Linked DNA regions of Mus musculus: all the other regions are linked to region 4. The links are chromatin contacts, called in public Hi-C, Micro-C and targeted proximity ligation maps. All regions are on one chromosome and are shown on one strand. The core of a region is the stretch at or near the end of the contact, and the rest is flanking DNA. Distances in the headings are between cores, read along the strand shown. Region 1 has its middle 19 kb from the start of Ranbp6. Region 2 holds the start of Mlana (melan-A). Region 3 has its middle 6.8 kb from the start of Gm26046. Region 4 holds the start of Dkk1 (dickkopf WNT signaling pathway inhibitor 1). Region 5 holds the start of Ranbp6 (RAN binding protein 6). Region 6 holds the start of Uhrf2 (ubiquitin-like, containing PHD and RING finger domains 2). Region 7 holds the start of Ermp1 (endoplasmic reticulum metallopeptidase 1).

What was found. Hi-C and Micro-C count contacts between places; a contact is called where the count stands out from the background.
Region 1: a contact with region 4 is called in a targeted proximity ligation map of embryonic stem cells, with 6 times the contacts expected there. A contact is called at or near these places in 12 of 39 promoter capture datasets (the 3T3-L1 cell line, 3T3-L1-derived adipocytes, the C10 cell line and 8 more), 19 of 484 Hi-C or Micro-C datasets (B cells, the Ba/F3 cell line, the N1E-115 cell line and 9 more), 3 of 130 datasets of targeted methods (astrocytes and embryonic stem cells) and 1 of 9 other capture datasets (embryonic stem cells).
Region 2: a contact with region 4 is called in a targeted proximity ligation map of embryonic stem cells, with 10 times the contacts expected there. A contact is called at or near these places in 3 of 39 promoter capture datasets (the 3T3-L1 cell line and hippocampal neurons) and 1 of 130 datasets of targeted methods (embryonic stem cells).
Region 3: a contact with region 4 is called in a Hi-C map of the N1E-115 cell line, with 16 times the contacts expected there. A contact is called at or near these places in 3 of 39 promoter capture datasets (the 3T3-L1 cell line and stem cell-derived epiblast-like cells), 2 of 484 Hi-C or Micro-C datasets (the N1E-115 cell line and cortical neurons), 1 of 130 datasets of targeted methods (embryonic stem cells) and 1 of 9 other capture datasets (embryonic stem cells).
Region 5: a Micro-C map of embryonic stem cells shows a contact between it and region 4, with 2.6 times the contacts expected there. A contact is called at or near these places in 14 of 39 promoter capture datasets (the 3T3-L1 cell line, 3T3-L1-derived adipocytes, HPC-7-derived erythroid cells and 7 more), 19 of 484 Hi-C or Micro-C datasets (the 3T3-L1 cell line, B cells, the Ba/F3 cell line and 10 more), 8 of 130 datasets of targeted methods (astrocytes, bone marrow-derived macrophages, embryonic forebrain and 3 more) and 1 of 9 other capture datasets (embryonic stem cells).
Region 6: a contact with region 4 is called in a targeted proximity ligation map of embryonic stem cells, with 4 times the contacts expected there. A contact is called at or near these places in 2 of 39 promoter capture datasets (embryonic stem cells and stem cell-derived epiblast-like cells), 2 of 484 Hi-C or Micro-C datasets (both in embryonic stem cells) and 2 of 130 datasets of targeted methods (embryonic stem cells and forebrain).
Region 7: a contact with region 4 is called in a targeted proximity ligation map of embryonic midbrain, with 8 times the contacts expected there. A contact is called at or near these places in 3 of 39 promoter capture datasets (frontonasal cranial neural crest, hippocampal neurons and liver) and 1 of 130 datasets of targeted methods (embryonic midbrain).

The regions. Positions count from the first base shown.
Region 1 is chr19:29,830,172-29,832,871 of GRCm38.p6, reverse strand. No RefSeq gene overlaps it. Among named protein-coding and RNA genes, the nearest start is that of Ranbp6, 19 kb to the right of the region's middle.
Region 2 is chr19:29,696,546-29,699,245 of GRCm38.p6, reverse strand. Mlana (melan-A) reads right to left here and starts at 1,305. Exons shown (of 5, transcript NM_029993.1): 1 at 1,283-1,305.
Region 3 is chr19:29,977,900-29,980,599 of GRCm38.p6, reverse strand. No RefSeq gene overlaps it. Among named protein-coding and RNA genes, the nearest start is that of Gm26046, 6.8 kb to the left of the region's middle.
Region 4 is chr19:30,548,058-30,550,757 of GRCm38.p6, reverse strand. Dkk1 (dickkopf WNT signaling pathway inhibitor 1) reads left to right here and starts at 1,262. Exons shown (of 4, transcript NM_010051.3): 1 at 1,262-1,624; 2 at 1,812-1,980. The coding sequence starts at 1,379.
Region 5 is chr19:29,811,593-29,814,292 of GRCm38.p6, reverse strand. Ranbp6 (RAN binding protein 6) reads left to right here and starts at 1,319. Exons shown (of 1, transcript NM_177721.4): 1 at 1,319-2,700. The coding sequence starts at 1,343.
Region 6 is chr19:30,029,168-30,031,867 of GRCm38.p6, reverse strand. It overlaps Uhrf2 (ubiquitin-like, containing PHD and RING finger domains 2), which reads right to left and starts at 1,355. Exons shown (of 16, transcript NM_144873.2): 1 at 937-1,355. The coding sequence starts at 1,089.
Region 7 is chr19:29,647,076-29,649,775 of GRCm38.p6, reverse strand. It overlaps Ermp1 (endoplasmic reticulum metallopeptidase 1), which reads left to right and starts at 1,361. Exons shown (of 15, transcript NM_001081213.2): 1 at 1,361-1,740. The coding sequence starts at 1,421.

The DNA of each region.
Region 1 (2,700 bases), core at 197-2,696, 720 kb after region 4:
TGACTCTAGCTGCATATGTATCAAAAGATGGCCTAGTCGGCCATCACTGGAAAGAGAGGCCCACTGGACTTGCAAACTTTATATGCCCCAGTACAAGGGAACATCAGTGCCAAAAAGTGGGAATGGGTGGGTAGGGGAGTGGGGGTGGGTGGGTATGGGGAATTTGGGATAGCATTGGAAATGTAAATGAGGAAAATACCTAATAAAAATTTAAAAAAATAGACCCAGATTTAAAAGCATATCTCATGATTAAAAAAAAAAAAGAAGAAAAGAAAAAAAGAAAAGTGGGGCCCAACAATGGGGAAGCAGAGGCAGGCAGATCCTATGAATTTGCAAATAGCCTTGTCTGTATACCAGGTTCCAAACCAGTGAAGTGCTACATCTTGAGTCCCTATCTCAAACAAAACAGCAAAACCCAAACCAAAACAATCACAGAAAAACCTCTTCTATCTTTAAACTCTAATAAAATTGTCTTCAGACTTCGAAGAAGAAAAGGAAGAGAGAAAAAGAAAAGACGTGGGTAGTTTGCTATGAAAGAGGAGCATCCTTGAAACAAGGAGGTTTTATGTACAATCAAGGAAACGAGAGCGTAAGAGAGACTGTCAAGACAGTAAGAAACTGGAGAAACCAACTCAGTAGACTTAAGAATTGGCTTTGCCAAAACTGAAGGAGGGAACTCAAGTGAGCAGCCGCCATGATGGAAGAAACTGAGATGAAGACAATTCATTATCTGTACTTAAAGGATAGAAGAACCTTTAAGTTGACCTATTTGCAGTTCCAGAAGCTAAGAAAGCGCTTCGAGATAGACCGTTACCCTAAGGAGGAAACTGCAGGCCTTGGCTGAGGAACTCAAACTGTGGAAAGAAGTCATCAGATCCTGGTTCTTCACTCAGCGTCAAAGAGAGATGAGCCACAGACGGTTTTTGATGGGCTACAAGGGTTGGATAACGCGTTATCCAAATTATTCTATCCCTTTATGGTATTCATAGCTACCTGTGGCTATTTAAAGCCACGCAGAATATGAAGTGCTTTCCTCTTCCTCCACCTTCCTTCCTTCCTTGTCCATTCTCTCCCCTCTCCTCCTTCTCCCCCAAACTTTTCAGCTCCACCTTCCCTCCCACTGCCCAATCACTGGCTCTAGCCTTTATTTTACAAGTCAAGGTGGGGAGCAGGTTCAAGAAGTCACCTGTATCCGTGATTCACTCCTTATCCACAACCCCTCCTGGAAAAGCAGAATTAGCATCAAAATACAAACAGTACCAGGACTATCCACAATACTGTCATGCGATCCAGAAGTTCACAGATGGGGTAGATGTTGGGGTGTACCAACGTAAACGATCTGGGCCTGGGAGGGAGCTGTGTTGTTCAGCCCGCCAGCTCTCCTGTGCCTTCACCACCAAGGCCAGCTCTCCCACTTTGCCCGGGTAAGGAGTCGGGTCAGTTTTCTTGCTGTGACAGCTGGTGGGACTGACTCTCCCTCTCCAGCACTGTCCTGGCTAGGAGAGGGGCCTGAGAGGTTCTCTCCCGAGCACCACAGAAATTCTTACAGAAGCAAAGATTTCACTGAGGCTGGCTTACAGGTTCAGAGGTTTAGTCCATTATCATCACAGAAGGAAGCATGGCGGCACCCAGGCAGACATAGTCCTGGAGAAGGAAGGAAAATTTTACATTGAAAGCAGGAAGGAAACCTCCAACCAACGAGGCCACACCTACTCCAACAAGGCCACACCTACTTCAACAAAGCCACACCTACTCCAACAAAGCCACACCTACTCCACCAAGGCCATGCATCCTAATTGAGCCACTCCCTATGGACTATGGGGGCCATTTTCATTCAAAGCACCACAGTGGATAAAGGAGTTTGCAGCCAAGCTTGAGAGTTGAAGTTCAATACCAGGGACTCACAGGGTAGAAGTAAATGAGAGACTAACTCTCAAAAGACTCCCTCTGGCTACATGCCCACTGTGGCGTACATGTTCATATGTGTACTCATGCATGTACACACACTTAGAATTTTAAAATGCTTTGAGGAGCCATGGAGAAAGTTCAGCATCTGGTCAAGGCACTTGCCAGAGTGCCTGACGGCCTGGGTTTGATTCCTGAGACCAAATGGTAAAAGGCGAGAACTGAGTTCTGACCTCCATCTAAGCTCTGCGGCATGAGCACATATGTCCACACACCTGAAACACACACAAATACGGTCAATGTAATTTTTAAATTAAATTTGAAAATCCGTCTATTACTTACATGTAAGGTTGATGGAGGTATCTCTACCTCCCACCACACCCCCACCACAACTCTACCTCATACTCTAGTAGCTGCTGTGGCCTCCTTCAGATTTCTAGGGTCCAGGCTGACAAGAGAACACTTACTGGATGGACATTTTCTGTTTGGTGATGGAATGGCAGTACAGTGCAGGCTTCACTCTACTTATGTATTTCCAATTCCTTCTCCAGCAAAGGAAGTCTCGTTGGTTGAATCCACAGTTAGTATGAAACTACCTGCCTCACCAGCCGTGGTAGTGCATGCCTTCAATCTCAGCACTCATGAGGCAGATGGGCAGATCTCTGTGAGTTCAAAGCCAGCCTGATCTGTGTAGTGATCTGTGTAGCTCAGGGCTGCACGGTGAGACCTTGTTTCAAAACAAAACAAAATGTAAAAACCCCAAACCACAAAACAGAGCAAACAAAACTATCTACT
Region 2 (2,700 bases), core at 56-2,555, 850 kb after region 4:
CACACAGAGAGAGAGAGAGAGAGAGAGAGAGAAGCCAAAAAATGCCTTATTTTTTTCCAAAATTACCACTGTTATCAATCACACACAGAGAAAGAGAAAGAGAGAGAGAGAGAGAGAGAGAGAGAGAGAGAGAGAGAGAGAGAGAGAGAGAGAGGCCAAAAATATATGCCTTATTTTTCCCCAAATTACCACTGTTATCAATCTCTGGGAGAGCAGAAGTTTGCAGTGTTTAATGAGAAGTGTCTCCCAGAGCATCCCAGCCCAAGCCTGGCCAGATGTATAGACCACATCTTCCAAAGCCACTTTTGCACAAGGGACCCTGTTCTTGTTGGCCAAGTACACATCACCCAAGACAGACTGAGGATACCGGGGCCTCCTTTCGTCTAGTAGCTTCTTCCCCCTCCAATTCAGTTTCTGTTTCTGTCTATCCGGGTCTCACGGCAAGGAATTAAAAGCTATTTTTATAGACAGAGTTTCACTGCACTGCTCTGGCTGTCTTAGAATGAAATATGTAGACTAGGCTGGCCTTAAATTTGTATAGATCTGTGTGCCCCTGCTTTCCAAGTCCTGGAATTAATTAAAGGTATGTGCCACTATACGCAAACCAAACACCCAAAATGTGGATAAATGAATAATAACAAGAATCTCATGGACTACAGTGACCATAACTACTGTGAGCTCAATAAAAGACAATAACAGAAGCTTCATCTCTTGTCATTATGGTCAGGTTTTTGCCTTTTTAAAAAAATTACTGCTATTATAAATGTTAAGGGTCAACCCCCACGGAATTTCATTAATTAGCTCCAATTTGAAGAACATGGATAATGGGAGGGCAAAATCAGGATTTCCTTGAGCCCAGAAGGTGACTCCTTTCCACAGGGACATTTTGCATGTAATTTGCCCTTCCCAGGTGTAAGAAGGAAACTACACTTGAACTCAGAGATCACCTCCGATGGGGAGTGTAAGGTGAGCCCTACGTTGGCAGACAAGAGACTCAATTAACTCTGCATTAATTGTCTCTGTGGGTGTCTACCTCAAGCTCAGAGAATCTGCAAACAGTTACAGGATAAGTGGACCTCACCCCAGTGAAGCCAACGGAAGTCCCTTTGGGTGACAGACTAAATGGAGTGCACAGGGGTTCCTGCCACCATCACCCCACACGTTGATATTCTTGGCAATCTTGGAGGAATGAGGAAGAGTCTAAGAGACTCCAAAGGTGAGACCAAGCCTTGTTCTGGAAAAACAGGACAGTGTACAGTTAACAAGAAGTCGGTGTTCTTACCTTCCCCGAGGAACACTTCTCCCTGCTGTCTGGCTCTGTATGTGAAGACGGCTTCTCTGGCTGTTAATCTTAAAAAAAAAAATTATTTTTTTTTCCGTACTTGATCTTGAGTCTCATGATAGTCATGAGTTTTGGATTCCTAATGGGTGTCTGTGATTGCTTATTTGGCATGAAAGAAACCAACTTCATTCTACCCTTTAAAAAAAAAAAAGGAAGGAAGGAAGGAAGGAAGGAAGGAAAAGAACAGAGCCCTTGATGGCTTGTGCTTTCCCCAAAACCAACACTTTGCCCCAGGCAAGCCATTCCTCTTTAAGTTGCCAGGTAAATTACAGGATATCCAGTTAAACTTACATTTCAGATAAACAAGTATTTTTATCATGTGTCTAATGTAATACTTCTACTAGAAAAATTCCTCTGGCTGTGGAATGCTCAGCTCTAAGTGCAACTTGAGTGTCACATGTCACATATCACACCTCCCCCATGCCAGGCTCTGGGCTCTTTCAGGAAGAGGAGGTTGTAGTAGTCAAAGGGGGTGGCTGCCTTCAAGGAGACACAGCAGGGCGGTTGCACATAGAAACTCACAGCAGTTGGGACAGCATGCTCAAGACCTACTTAAAATCAAAAAAGACACAGCCCCTCCCCCAGCCGTGGAGCTGTTTGATAGATGCTAGAAGAGAGAGTGAGTTTTCTTTGGTGGTGTGACCACATTCCAGGACAGGCCCCACTCCTGAGAGTAGTTTGGCAACACAAACTGTACTTCAGGAGTGAAGGAGAAGAGAAAGAGGAGGATGGAAGAGGAGGAAAGTGAGGAGGAGGGGGAAGATGAAGAGGAGGGGGAAGATGAGGAGGAGGGGGAAGATGAGGAGGAGGGGAGGAAGGGGAAGATAAGGAGGAAGGGAAAGAGAAGGAGGAGGGGGAAGATAAGGAGTAGGGGGAAGATAAGGAGGAGGGGGAAGGTGAGGAGGAGGGGGAAGATGAGGAGGAGGGGGAAGATGAGGAGGAGGGGGAAGATGAGGAGGAGGGGAGAAAGGGGAAGATAAGGAGGAAGGGAAAGATAAGGAGGAGGGGAAGATAAGGAGTAGGGGGAAGATGAGGAGGAGGGGGAAGATGAGGAGGAGGGGGAAGATGAGGAGGAGGGGGAAGATGAGGAGGAGGAGATAGATGAGGAGGAGGAGAAAGATGAGGAGGAGAACTCCAAGTTGGGTGGGTAGAGACTAAAGAGGGTAAGCTCTTGAAAGTAGAGAAGGGATGTGACAAAAAAAAAATACATGGTGTGAAATTCTCAAATTTTAAATAAAATTTTATTTTAAAAGGTCTCAAAACATTTTTTTAAAAAGTCTCAGATATTGTTGGAATAAAGTTACACTTAAAAAAAAAGTATTTTGTGAGCAGAGCGTGGTGGCACACACCTACGCTAC
Region 3 (2,700 bases), core at 35-2,534, 570 kb after region 4:
TTAAGGGGCATTCCAGGTGCGTCTGATTGAGTTGGCCCTGTGTTTTGGGTAATAATAAAAACACGTCCCTGCCTTTGCCCAGAACGGTGGCAGGCGCTCTGGCTCCTCCTTGCTTAGCTCTGAGATAGGGTGACACAAGGCCCACTCCCATCACTGGATCACTCTCGGCATCTCTTTTGTTCCTCTCGGTTTATAATTTTGCCTGGGATTACAGGCCTGAAACTGTTGCCCACGCTCTCTGGCTCCTCTCAGCTTCACTTCACCAAGCTGCCATAACCATCCCATTCTCTCTCTCTCTCTCTCTTCCTCTCTCTCTCTCTCTCCCTCTCTCTCTCTCTCTCTCTCTCTCCCTCCCTCCCCCCCTCCTTCTCTCTCTTTATCTCTCTCTCCACACCTTTGCTCCAAGGATGAAAAACACTCAGATAACTTTATTATTTTAGAAATTGTCAGCTAGCACAAATTGCTAGGCACAGAATCTCCTGCCTTAAACTTTTCAGCTCGCCTGTACCAGCTTGCCTCTGCTGACTTCCTTGGCTACCTGCAGCGGCCGCTGGTTCTAACTTCCTGGAGTTACTACATGACTGTTTCATTCTTCTCCGTCCAAGGCCTAGCTGTAAAGCCCTTCTCTTTCCCTGTGTCTCTTTTTCCTCCAGGGACCCGGAAGTCCCTCCTGTCCCTTCTGCCAGCAACTGGCTCCTGGCCTCCTTTATTGACCAAATCAAGAACCAATTAGGGAGCCAGACTTCAGTATCAGCACCTCCCCCTACAGCCCTACACACTGTTTTGAGAAACATTGAATTTCCAGATGGGCAATCACCTCTGGACAAGTAAAAGAAAACAGGCAAATATTACCATCTGTTCAACTGCAGCCTTTTTCGTTTTAGAAGAGAAAAGTAAAAGATAGCATCCACCCATCAGCAAACGGTCTGCCAGCCGTCTCTCTGTAAATCTGGCAAATGCAAATTGGCATCACTCACATTTCACACAATCCTGGGATTGTAGAACTGTAGCCTGAGAGCATTTGTTTACTCCCTTATTTCTATAGATCCTATGGAAATGAGCACATTTACATGGGGTCCCAAGAAGCACACATGCACACTCATACATACATTTTACCGAAGCAAAGGTTTCATCAGAACTTGTAATATACCGATTTTGTTGTTATAATCAGATATTTCAAAGTCTAAAAACAACCCATGGCACTAGGATTAGTGTGCTAAGCCTGTTGCTTCAGAAACACTAACGTGATGTAGCTGTTTCACTTCACAAATGTTCACAAGCTAAGAGCAGGAACAGGAAGGACTCATCTCAAAATCATGTGGCTAGGAACAGGGCACCTCAAAGCTAGCACTCAGACATTAGACTTTTAATTCAATGGTATATCCACTATGATCCACTATATAGCAAAGTGTTTTATAGATCCTGGCCAGTTTTGTTTTGTTTTGTCTTGGTTGAATAGAGGGATCTATTTCTATTGACTAGATTGCTTAGTTAAAATATATTGAAGGGCACATGTCTTTTCCCTAAACACTCCACTGGGTGGCAGTGTAAACTCTTCTCATACTGAGTCACTCCAGTTTATCTGAGATAAATCCGTATTTATAATCTGTATCTGCACCCCTGGCCTGTAACTATCCAAACTGGTATTCCAGTTATTCCCACCCTGGAGAAACTATTATGTGGTAGTTGCTTTTAGTGGAGTAGATCTAAATAGATGGCTAAATACAATTATCGTAACTTGGTCATTTTCAAAAGAAGTAATCAGATTTGTAAAATACACAATTTGAAAAATGGGATACGGAATTAATCAGAGAGTTCTCAAAAGATGAAACATGCATAGCAGAGAGACACTTAAAGCAATGTTCAAATCCGTAGTCAGGGAAATGCAAATGCAAAGAACTCTGAGATTCCATCTCCAACCTGTCAGAATGGCTAAGATCAATAACACAAACGACAGCTCATGCTGGAGAGGTGTGAGGAAGGGGGAACACTTGGTGGTGGGAGCACAAACTTGTACAGCCCTGTGGTGATCAGCGTGGCAGGCCCTTGGAAAGCTGGGAATAGATCTACTCGGGCATATACCCAAAGGACTCTACATCCTGCTACAGAGATGCTTGTCCATCCATGTGTTTTTGCTAGTTTAGCCAGAAACAGGAAACAACCTAGATGCCCGTCAACTGATGACATACGGAGGTTGGGATGAGTGATGGATAATGAACATGTGGTCCATTTACAAAACGGAATATTACTCAGCTGTTTAAAAAAAAATTACGAAATTTGCAGGTGGCCAGATGGAGTTGTGGAAAAAGAATCATCCTGAGTGAGGTGAACTGAGACCTAAAGAGACACATGCTGCAGGTTTTCTCTTATATGTGGATGTAGGCTTGGCAGCCTTTGATATGCATGCTAGGGTGTACAGTAGCACAGAAGTTAGATATTTACTAAGGAACTGGTGGGGGTGGGGGAGAAGAGGATCTTTCAAGGAAGGAAAAAGTTGTGAAAAGACAGGATAGGAGCTGGAGTGTGAGGATTAAATGGGGAAGGGGAGGGGAAAAGGAGGTTTGGTGGTTTGGATGAGAATGACCGCCATAGACTCTTAGGTTTGAATGCTTGGTCTACAGTTAGTGGAACTGTGTGGGAAGGATTGGGAGGTGTGGCCTTGTTGGAGGAGGTGTGGCCTTGTTGGAGGAGGTGTGTGAC
Region 4 (2,700 bases), core at 13-2,512:
ACCGCTAATTTATAAGCACGGCATTCTTATGTCCATGTTGTTTCTTATTTTACACACTGGGCGAAACCCCTTCAAATTCATTCTCTGATTTAGGTTCAGCACTTCTTTTCCAGGAGGTCCTCTGTTATCTCCCTAGAGGGTTATTCCTCCTGTCCTGTCCTGTCCTGGACGAGGTTTGATTTGGGATCAAAAGCAAGCCCTCTCCTGCTCAGCGATATGAAACACTAATGAGAAAGCCGGGAGCTAAGCCTTCGGGTTTCTTATCTTCTTCTATTAACCCACCGCTGGGAACAGGGAACCAGGGAAAGAGGACTGACCAGGCTCAGGGACCCTGTCCGCTCTGGCTCAGAGCCACTTTGATCTCATGTGTCTGCTTAATCAAGTTCATCTACTGCTGGGATTGACCAGATTCAAAGAACCACATTAAATAGTTTGATTATCGGGTGCCTATTTCCCTCTCCCCTCCATCCCTGATTTAATTTCCAAACGGCAGTCTCTCGCCTCCACCCCCAACCCCCCCAAACTCACCATCAAAAGCGAATTAGTTCTTCCCTTGGCATCCTCATTTGATGTGCAAATTTTCTTGTCTTTGCACATTTTTTTTTCTCCTGGTGTGTGTAGGGTTGGGTGGGGGGAGGGAGGGAGTGGGAAGTGGGGAAGCAACTAGACAAACTTAAAAGACAAGAACCTCATTTGCAAATCGCAACGCTAAAGGGTTAATCAGCAACTATAGGAGCCACCTGGGCTTTTCACAAAACCTTTGATGAATGGCTGCTCGCATTGTATTTAATACTGAATATTATTTGCGTGCGCAGAAAGCGAGGGTACTCATATGGGGAAGAGAAGAAACGTGGTTTTGTATATTCTATCACTTTTAACTCTGACAAGGATTTCAGACAGAACTAACCCAGCCCCACAGCAGAACACTCAAGCTCACAGAGTGCACCCTCCCGCCATTTATTTATTTATTTATTTATTTATTTATAAGTTTGGGCTAGGCTCTAATGCTCTAGTGCTCTAGTGACCCACACTCTAAGGTGAGCTGGACAAGGGGACCACAGTGCAAGGGAGGGGCGAGGGGAGAGTGTCAAAGTCCTCCCTGCTTCCGACACACAAACACTCCCCCTCCCAGCTCCTCCCAAAGCTTTGAAATCCCATCCCGGCTTTGTTGTCTTCCCTGAGGAGCTGGGAGGGCTGGGAGCCTGAGTATAAAGGCAGCCAGAGGTGGCGGTGGCGGTGCAGAGCTGTGCGCCTGGCAGCCAGAGACTCCACCAGCGGAGGTCCCGAAGTTGAGGTTCCGCAGTCCAGACTCTGCAGCCAGCCGCCGTGCAAAGTGACCTCTCTTTTCCTGACCTTTGCCTGTTTGCGTCCTTCGGAGATGATGGTTGTGTGTGCAGCGGCAGCTGTCCGGTTCTTGGCCGTGTTTACAATGATGGCTCTCTGCAGCCTCCCTCTGCTAGGAGCCAGTGCCACCTTGAACTCAGTTCTCATCAATTCCAACGCGATCAAGAACCTGCCCCCACCGCTGGGTGGTGCTGGGGGGCAGCCGGGCTCTGCTGTCAGTGTGGCGCCGGGAGTTCTCTATGAGGGCGGGAACAAGTACCAGACTCTTGACAACTACCAGGTAAGAGGGGTGCTGTGATCCCGACGGGGGTCTCAGAAAGATCTAGGTGTGTGAGATTTGGGGTGTGTTTGGAATCACTGCATTAAGAGCAGCGCGCTTAAGGGGCTTTTGAAGAGGCAGATGGGGACCTTGAAGGTGTGGGTACCAGGATGCTTGAGTTGCTCACCAGTCCGCTCCCTTCCCACAGCCCTACCCTTGCGCTGAAGATGAGGAGTGCGGCTCTGACGAGTACTGCTCCAGCCCCAGCCGCGGGGCAGCCGGCGTCGGAGGTGTACAGATCTGTCTGGCTTGCCGAAAGCGCAGGAAGCGCTGCATGAGGCACGCTATGTGCTGCCCCGGGAACTACTGCAAAAATGGTGAGTCTTGGACTCCTTTTTAAATTAGAACCACCTTGCCTTTGAGGACCCAGGAATCAAATGAAATGCTCTGGTTCTGTCAAAGCTAAGGTGGCGCCACCTGCAAACGCGTGCTCATGCAAGGGTTCTCCTGACACATCGTCACTGGCTTGTGTTTGAGCACTTGAAAGTTTATCTTTCCTTGCCTCCCTCTGTGATCTAACAACAAGACCTGAAAGTGGACCCTTCCATCAAACAATTATCTTCAGGGAGCCTTGGGGCACTTGAGAAAGGGGGAGAGGTCGTTCTGAAAGGGGAGCCAGACGTTTTTTTCTTAAGGTGGACTCTGCGTGGCTTTGCCAGTCTCTCTTTCCTCTAAGGCTATTACAACTGTTGTCAACGGGGAGCTAGAATGATTAATCTCTGCTGGCCAGCTTTTAAAAGAGATCTCTGTACCGCTTACACCCCTAGCTCTCCATCCCTTCTCCCCTTTCCCTCCACCCTCAACTACCTTCAAAGAAGTACTGCCCCCACACACACACACACACAACCACAGATCCACAAAATGTTAATGTCTCAAAGAAGTCTCCAGAAATAAACTTGAGGGGTGGCTAACTTCCTAGGTTACAGCAGCATTCCAGAGTCAACTCACTAAAATCTCCGTAATATCAAAATTATACAGTAAAGTAACTAGCGGGTGAGATCGCAGTCTTCCAGGCAGCCGGAACTGCATTGCGCAGC
Region 5 (2,700 bases), core at 70-2,569, 740 kb after region 4:
TTCAGAGACTAGTTTCATATTACAAATTAATTTATGAGACCACCTATTTGGTCAGTCAACTTGTTAATGTGAAACTAGACTTTCTCCATTTTGTGTGTATATGCAGCAGAATTTCACAAGACTGAAATTCAGATTTCTTGGCAAAGTTTAAGACAGAACACAATAAATGAAGGTCTCTGATGACGTTGCAAAAGCAACAGCGGCTATAGGGGATGTTCTGTGGTGACAAAAGGTGCCACTGCCTTAAGACTAGGTAGAATTTAGACTCATCTGCTGTGAGCCTCAGCCTCTCTGGCTCTTCATTTCTTGGTTTAAAGTAGTGCTTTGTCTGCCTTTATCAGCCTTACAGAATTACCTAGGGCTGAAATGAGTGTGACAATGGCTGGCAGAGAGGAAGATCTGATCTCAGACTGTTACACCTTATAATTATGGTTTTAAATAACTCATCTGCCTACATTAAAAATACATAGCCTTGGGGAATTTGTTCTTAGGGTAATCTTTGCAGCTTCCTATTCATGGGTAATTAGGATTCTAATAACTGAACTGTCATATTACAGTTTAGAAACACATAAGGAAAATCTTGAGTAACAAAAATACAAAAGTAATGTATATAGAAGACCAGGATTCAAGAAGCTTCATTATCATTACTCCAGATCACCTCCCACCTTACTCATTTGTCTTTCCCACTCTGTTAGAATCCACAGGACAAGAGATTGGGATGTACGCCCGAGTTTGAACATCTCGGGTTCTACTTCTTTGGGTGTGGCAACGGGGAGGAAATCATTAACCTTTGATTGAGTTTATTTTGCAAGTAGTTTTATTATGGTTTTACTCACTATACCCAGTTAACAATTTAAATTGTATAATTCGGTAGTTCTTAGTAGAACGGCATGACATTGGGGGAACCATCATCACTATCAACTGCAGAACATTTTTACCAACCCTCAAAAAGAAATCCCCGGACAGCAGTTATACTCCATTCTTCCCTCCTCCCTCACTCCATAGCAGGTGCTAATTAAAGTTCGTCTAGAGGTGCTTATTCGAGGTCTTTTACAAACAATAACGGCATCATACAGTATGTAGACTTGCGGAGCGAATTTCTCCCCATCTCCTTCCAGCCTCTACAGGAGCACATCGGTCGGAGAACAGGACGATACCCCTAAAACGCACTCAGCTCCGTCCACCCTGTAAAACCCAGACCCCCGCCTGCCAGCTTCACCCCGCCGCAGCGGAGAGTGGGAGCAGCGCCCCGCCCATCCCCGGCGTCGCCTCACTGACGTCACCGCTCCCAGCCGCAGACTCCCTCCCTCCTTCCCGGTCGCGGTAGCTTTGACAGGACGCGATGGCGGCGGCCGGGTCTGCAGGGTTGCCGGCGACCGTGTCGGAAAAGCAGGAGTTTTACCAGCTTCTGAAGAACCTGATCAATCCAAGCTGCATGGTGCGGAGGCAAGCCGAGGAGGTCTATGAGAATATCCCAGGTCTGTGTAAGACTACATTTCTCTTAGACGCCGTCCGAAATAGAAGAGCAGGTTATGAGGTGAGACAAATGGCTGCCGCACTGCTACGACGGCTTTTGTCCTCAGGGTTTGAGGAGGTCTATCCAAATCTACCTCCTGAAGTGCAGAGGGATGTCAAGATTGAACTGATACTGGCCGTTAAGTTAGAAACACATGCTAGCATGAGGAAAAAGCTTTGTGATATTTTTGCGGTGCTGGCCAGGAATTTGATAGATGAGAGTGGCACTAACCATTGGCCAGAAGGTCTGAAATTCCTCATTGATTCGATTCACTCTAAAAATGTGGTTCTGTGGGAAGTTGCACTTCACGTTTTCTGGCACTTTCCTGGGATTTTTGGGAACCAGGATCGTCACGATTTGGATATCATCAAGAGGTTGTTGGACCAGTGTATTCAAGATCAGGAGCATCCAGCAATCAGGACATTATCTGCTAGAGCTGCAGCTACGTTCGTCCTTGCTAATGAAAACAATATTGCTCTTTTCAAAGACTTTGCGGATTTGCTTCCTGGGATCTTACAGGCTGTGAATGATTCCTGCTACCAGGATGATGATTCTGTGCTAGAATCCCTTGTTGAGATTGCAGATACTGTACCTAAGTACTTGGGTCCCTATCTAGAAGATACTCTGCAGTTGAGCCTGAAGTTGTGTGGAGACTCTAGGCTTAGTAACCTGCAACGCCAGCTGGCTCTGGAAGTAATAGTCACCTTATCTGAAACTGCAACTCCAATGTTGAAAAAGCATACGAATATTATTGCACAGGCTGTGCCTCATATATTAGCAATGATGGTTGATCTTCAAGATGATGATGACTGGGTAAATGCTGATGAAATGGAAGAAGATGACTTTGACAGCAATGCGGTTGCTGCTGAGAGTGCCCTAGACAGACTGGCTTGTGGACTTGGTGGGAAAGTTGTTTTGCCAATGACCAAGGAGCATATCATGCAGATGCTTCAGAGCCCTGACTGGAAATGTCGACACGCCGGATTAATGGCCTTATCAGCCATTGGAGAAGGTTGCCATCAGCAAATGGAACCAATTCTAGATGAAACAGTTAACTCGGTTTTACTTTTTCTTCAGGATCCTCATCCAAGGGTAAGGGCTGCTGCCTGTACTACACTTGGACAGATGGCTACAGATTTTGCACCTAGTTTCCAAAAGAAATTCCATGAGATAGTGATTACAGC
Region 6 (2,700 bases), core at 106-2,605, 520 kb after region 4:
ACTCAGGACTGGAGCCAAACTGTGGTCAACTGACTGCAGGATGCCAACTTTTTTAGTGGACTAAAGACAAAGGCAAGAAAAACAATGTGGGTCTGGGTGTCTAATCATAAGACTCTGAGACTTACTGGATAGGAAACGTCTTAGCCTCATCAGGCAGAGCCTTACTTAAAATTAACGGAGATGCCCACAAGCACCCTTGTGGCCCAACACAACTTTCTGGCTTTTTTTGAATTACTGCTGATTATGCTGAAAGGTTTGAGTTGAAAGCCCGAACTTAGGGGACACACAAAGATGAGAGGTAAAGTTTATGGGGAAATAATCTGTCCGTATATTCAACAGACTTAAACCCGACTTCAGGTTACAAACATCGTTCCTTAAATTAGAGGTCTCTGATCTTTTACAGAACAAATCCCCAGTCTGAGACTGACGACAAGGAAGGAGGGGCACGCATTCTACCACCGTTCCGATGTTCAGTGTTCAAATCCTTCTAGTGAGGAAACAGGGATAAGGTGCTTCCCTTTCCACGTCGCATCTAGGAGCCGGGGGCACGGAAAAGAAGCAAGTCCTTAGAGGAGTCGGAGACGGCGCTGCGAATAAAGCCAGCTCGTCCCTCCCGCGCCCCGGCATGGCTGCCGGAGCCTGTTGCCTTTCCAGGCTCCGATCCCCCCCCCCCCCAAAGGCGGGAAGAGGATCCCCCAGGACCCTCGGAGGCTATGTCCGTGGCCGCTGCCAGCGACAACACCGCGTCCCGCACCTTCCGACCCGCTAGGCGCGCTTGGGGGGAGGGGGGGGGCAGCCGCAGGCCCGAGCTCCAGGCCCCGCATCCCGCGCCCCGCCAGCGGCCCATCCCGAGCACAGCGGGGCGCAGCCCTGGACACCCAGCCTCGTCCCGGGGCGCCGGCTGCTCGCGCCCGGGCTCCCCGCGGGGCGCCTCACCTGCTTGCCCCGGTAGAACAGGCGCTGGCACTCGGGCCTTACATCGAAGAGCGCCCAGACCCGCTCGCGCAGCTCCTCGATGGTGGCTTTGCGAGAAACGTCCTCGATGGTGCGCGTCTGGGAGCCGTCGATGGTGCGGACCTGGATCCACATCGCGGCGGCACGGGGACAGGGGACCAAGCCCCTTTGTCTGGCCCTGCGCTCGGGCCGCCGCGCCGCGCCCCGCCCGGTCCCCGCCGCCTCCCCGGGAGGATCCGGTTCTCTGCGGCGGCGACTCGGCGAACGCGGGTGCGGGCGAGGACTGACGCTCTTAGACCGCGCGACCGCCCGCCCGCCCCTCCTCGGTGGAAGGAAACCGGAACCCGCCCGAGGTGCGAGCGCAGCCCGCGCCTCACAAATAGGAAGGAGCCATGGCTCGGCGGCGCGCACTGTTTACTTATAGAGATGCAGCTCCCACATGGAGGTCACGGCGCCAACCCGGATCTCGCGAGATCCACGCGGGGCTCCGCCCCACGCACAGCCTGGGGGGCGCTAATATGGGAGGGGGCGGGGCCTCCAGAGCCGTTACTCGGAGGAGGGCGGGGTTGGGCAGGCTCGCCGAGGCCAGCTCGCCCTGTGCCCTCGTTGTCGTTGGTCACCTCGCAGTCTCCTGAGGCCTAGACTCCATGGTCTCAAAAACGCACGAACAATAGCTAGCCGTGCTGCGCGCTGGCGTGAGCAAGAAATGGGGATGCAGCCTACGTTCCCGAGACTTCACACCAGGGTGTGCGCCCGCCACGCGGCCTCTCCCGGGGCGCGTCGGCTTGATGGACGTGCTTCCCGCCGAGGAAACCCGCTTCCGGGAGGCCCCAGGGCAGAGGCCTCGCACCCACGTTTCCCGACCGGAGAGCCGGAGCGGGAGCTGGACCTGACCGAGTGGGCCTTCTGCGCTAAGGGCGCCTTTAGCCGCAGGGATCCTGGCTTTGCAGGACTGTACACCTCCGATCCAAAAATCCGGAGATCCCAGGGCGGGATACGGCCCCCACACTCAGGGGACCCATCCAAAAATGGAAGACTTAAGAGAGAAAGCAAAGCAAACGCATTATCTTACATTCACCGGTATCCGTAATGTCAGTACTAATCATTCCCATGAGGATAAGAGGCACAACTTTGTAACAACCAAATTGATTAGTCAAGATGGCCTAAATGGAAATACAGGAAGAGTGAAATGTGCGTCAGCTCGAGATATGAATATATATATATATACCTAGAGCCTCTAAGTTACCTCGACAGCTTCCTAGTTAACTAAAACATTTAGTTGATAAGGCAACAGATACATCTGAGAACATCTAATCTGACCCATGAAGGGATCAACTATTTGTTGTTACAAGGATATGCTAGGGTCTCGGGCTGTTATTCGTGGTGCACTGCCAACGGTGTGCTGCAGTCTGAAGCCTTGAGTCTTGGGCTCACGGGTTGGGACGCGCGAGAATTGCAGTCTTTCTGTTTAACTGTGATCTTGAACAAACTGCTTCAATTTCCTCCAGGTAAAATAGTGCTCATAAACACCGAGGGAATGTTAGCTTCCTTGCCACTCCCTTAGTAGCACACAAGAAGGTATTTTAGAGCTTTTGTTATTAAGAGAATTTAGATAAACTGGGAATATTCAAAGAAGATAGGGTGCTTAAGCAAAGACTGGGAGTGCATTTTCACACATCAGAAGACACTACACTTCTGAGAGAGGTTGACTAAATAATGAAGGGCAAGTGTGAACATTAGCATTCA
Region 7 (2,700 bases), core at 112-2,611, 900 kb after region 4:
TTGTGTTTATATGATGTGTTTGCAAGTGTGTTTGTATGAATTGTGTGTTTGTATTTGAACACTCGTGTGTGCTTAGGTCAGTAGACACCTTGTGGGAGCTGGTGTTCTCCTTCCACCATGGGCCTAGTAGGGAAATGAAAGGTTGTCAGGCCTTGGGGGAAATCAGGGATGGACACATTTATCTTCTGATCCATCTTGTTAGTTCAAGAATATCTCTTCGGGAGCTAGAGAAAGTACCCAAGGAGCTGAAGGGGTCTGCAACCCTATAGAAGGATCAACAATATGAACTAACCAGTACACCCCAGAACTGTGTCTTTAGTTGCAGATGTAGCAGAGGATGGCCTAGTTGGCCATCATTGGGAGGAGAGGCCGTTGGTCTTGCAAAGATCATATGCCCCAGTACAGGGGAATGTCAGGGCCACGAAGCAGGAGTGAGTGGGTTGTGGAACAGGGCAGGAGGAGGGTATAGGGGACTTTCGGGATAGCATTTGAAATGTAAATGAGGAAAATATCTAATAAAAAATGAAATATCTAATAAAAAAGAATATTTCTTCGGAACCTTTGTTTTTAGAGTGCCCTGTGTGTCCGCGGAACAGAGCAGAAGGCTGTCTTGGGATCCCATTTGTCCTTCATTTGCTGTCTTTATGTTCTTCAATATTAAATAGGAATGAAAATATTTTCTTTTCAAAGTCTGTACTTAGCACACTGCTTGACTCAGCAGCTATTCATTAAATTATAGGTATTGTTATCTGTTAAATGAAAACAGCACTAGCCCTGGTAATTGGGGTTCTGTGTCTCCCTACTTCCTTCCCTGCCTCCTCTAGCTGCTCACCTTTGTAGCCCTGGTTGGCCTGGAACTCTCTACGTAGACCAGGCAGGCCTCTAATTTGTGTAAATCCTGAGTGCTGGGATTACAAATGCTTTTTTTTTTTTTTCCAAAAAAATTTTTTTTAAAAGACAGGATCTTTGTTATGTATTCCACTCTAGGCACAAAATAGGGATCCTCCTGTGGCCATCCTTCCTAGTGCCAGGATTACACCTTTGTCCAGTCCTGGTTGTGAAGTCTTACTTATTGATTTGGTAGGCAGAATCCTCCTTTTCCCAGTATTCATCAGCCCAGCGCAGGATAAATGCCTCGTGTATTCTGTTAAAGCGGCCTTGCACTTCTCTCTTGCTTAGGGCTGCTCATTTCTAGGTTTATGGGTGTTTTTCCCTTTGACAGTCTGCTGGCACCAGGCTGGGTGTCAGCCTGTGCCACCAAAGATCTCAGACTCAGGCACCAGGGAACAGCGAGGCGGACCAGCCAATCAGAAGAAATTTGGCCCTCTGCAGTTTCCGTCCGCTCACTAGGAGGCGCTGCGGAGGCCGCGGTGGCCCGGACTGTCGCAGGCTGGGGCGGTTGGTGGTGGCAGTTGCCGCCATGGAGTGGAGCTCGGAGTCAGCGGCTGTGCGGCGGCACCGCGGCACCGCGGAGCGTCGGGAGGGAGAGGCGGCCGCGTCGCACCGGCAGAGAGAGGCCTCAGCGCAGGAGGATGCGAAGGGCGTCGGGAGGATGTGGGGGAAGACGGAGAACGGCGGCGGGAGCCGGGTTGCGAAGACCGCGCTGTCCGAGGCGCGCACGGCGCTGGCGCTCGCACTCTACCTGCTCGCGCTGCGGGCGCTCGTGCAGCTCTCGCTGCAGCGGCTGGTGCTGAGCCGGACCTCGGGGCTCCAGGGCGAGTTCGACGCGCGCCAAGCCAGGTACGGCCGATCGGCCCGGCCGCGAGTCCTCTGCGGCCCCGGGGTGGGGGAGCGCCTGGTGGGTGAGTCCCGCGCGGGTGAGCCCGGCGCCACTGTGCCCCAGGCGGAGGAGGCCGGCGCTGCTGTATGCAGAGTCCCGGGGTCCTTGGGCGCACCTCGGTGGGAAGTGGGATGATCCTGCGCGTCCTCCGGGGGTCTGAATTGCGGGTACTCCGGGCTTCCTCGGCTCCCTCTTTCGCTTTCTTGGGGTGGCCAGATCGATTGAGTCTGCTTTCTCATCCACTCTCTTCCTCCTGCAGATGATTGGTTGTTCACACGCTTCATCATTCTCCTCTCTTTCTCGAGCAACTTCCACTTTTTACTTTGGTTAGTTCTCTGCATTTAAAATGAGATGGAGAGTGAGGTTTTTGTGCCAGGGCTGCATTACCAAGTCTTTCTGGGATGGTGTGGGAGAGGAGTAATGTAGTGCGTGCTAACCTTTCTAAGCACCACAGCCCTCATATCTGAAAGCTGTGGAAGGAGACTCAGAGTACATCCAGACAGAATTATGCCTGTAATTTCTGAAGGTCGCAGATGGTCTATGGCTCTTCTGTACTACGGATTGTATAGGGTTCAACATTTTTTATTTTATTTTATTTTTTATTTTTTTTAAATATTTATTTATTTATTATATGTAAGTACACTGCAGCTGTCTTCAGACACACCAGTCAGATCTCCTTAAGGATGGTTGTGAGCCACCATGTGGTTGCTGGGACTTGAACTCAGGACCTTCAGAAGAGCAGTCGGGTGCTCTTACCCACTGAGCCATCTCACCAGCCCCATTTTTTATTTTTTTTATTCTATTTATTTACTTGTTTATTTTTCGAGATAAGGTTTCTCTGTGTAGCCCTGGCTGGAACTCCCTCTGTAGACCAGGCTGGCCTCTAACTCACAGAAATCCTTCTGCCTTTATCTCCCAGG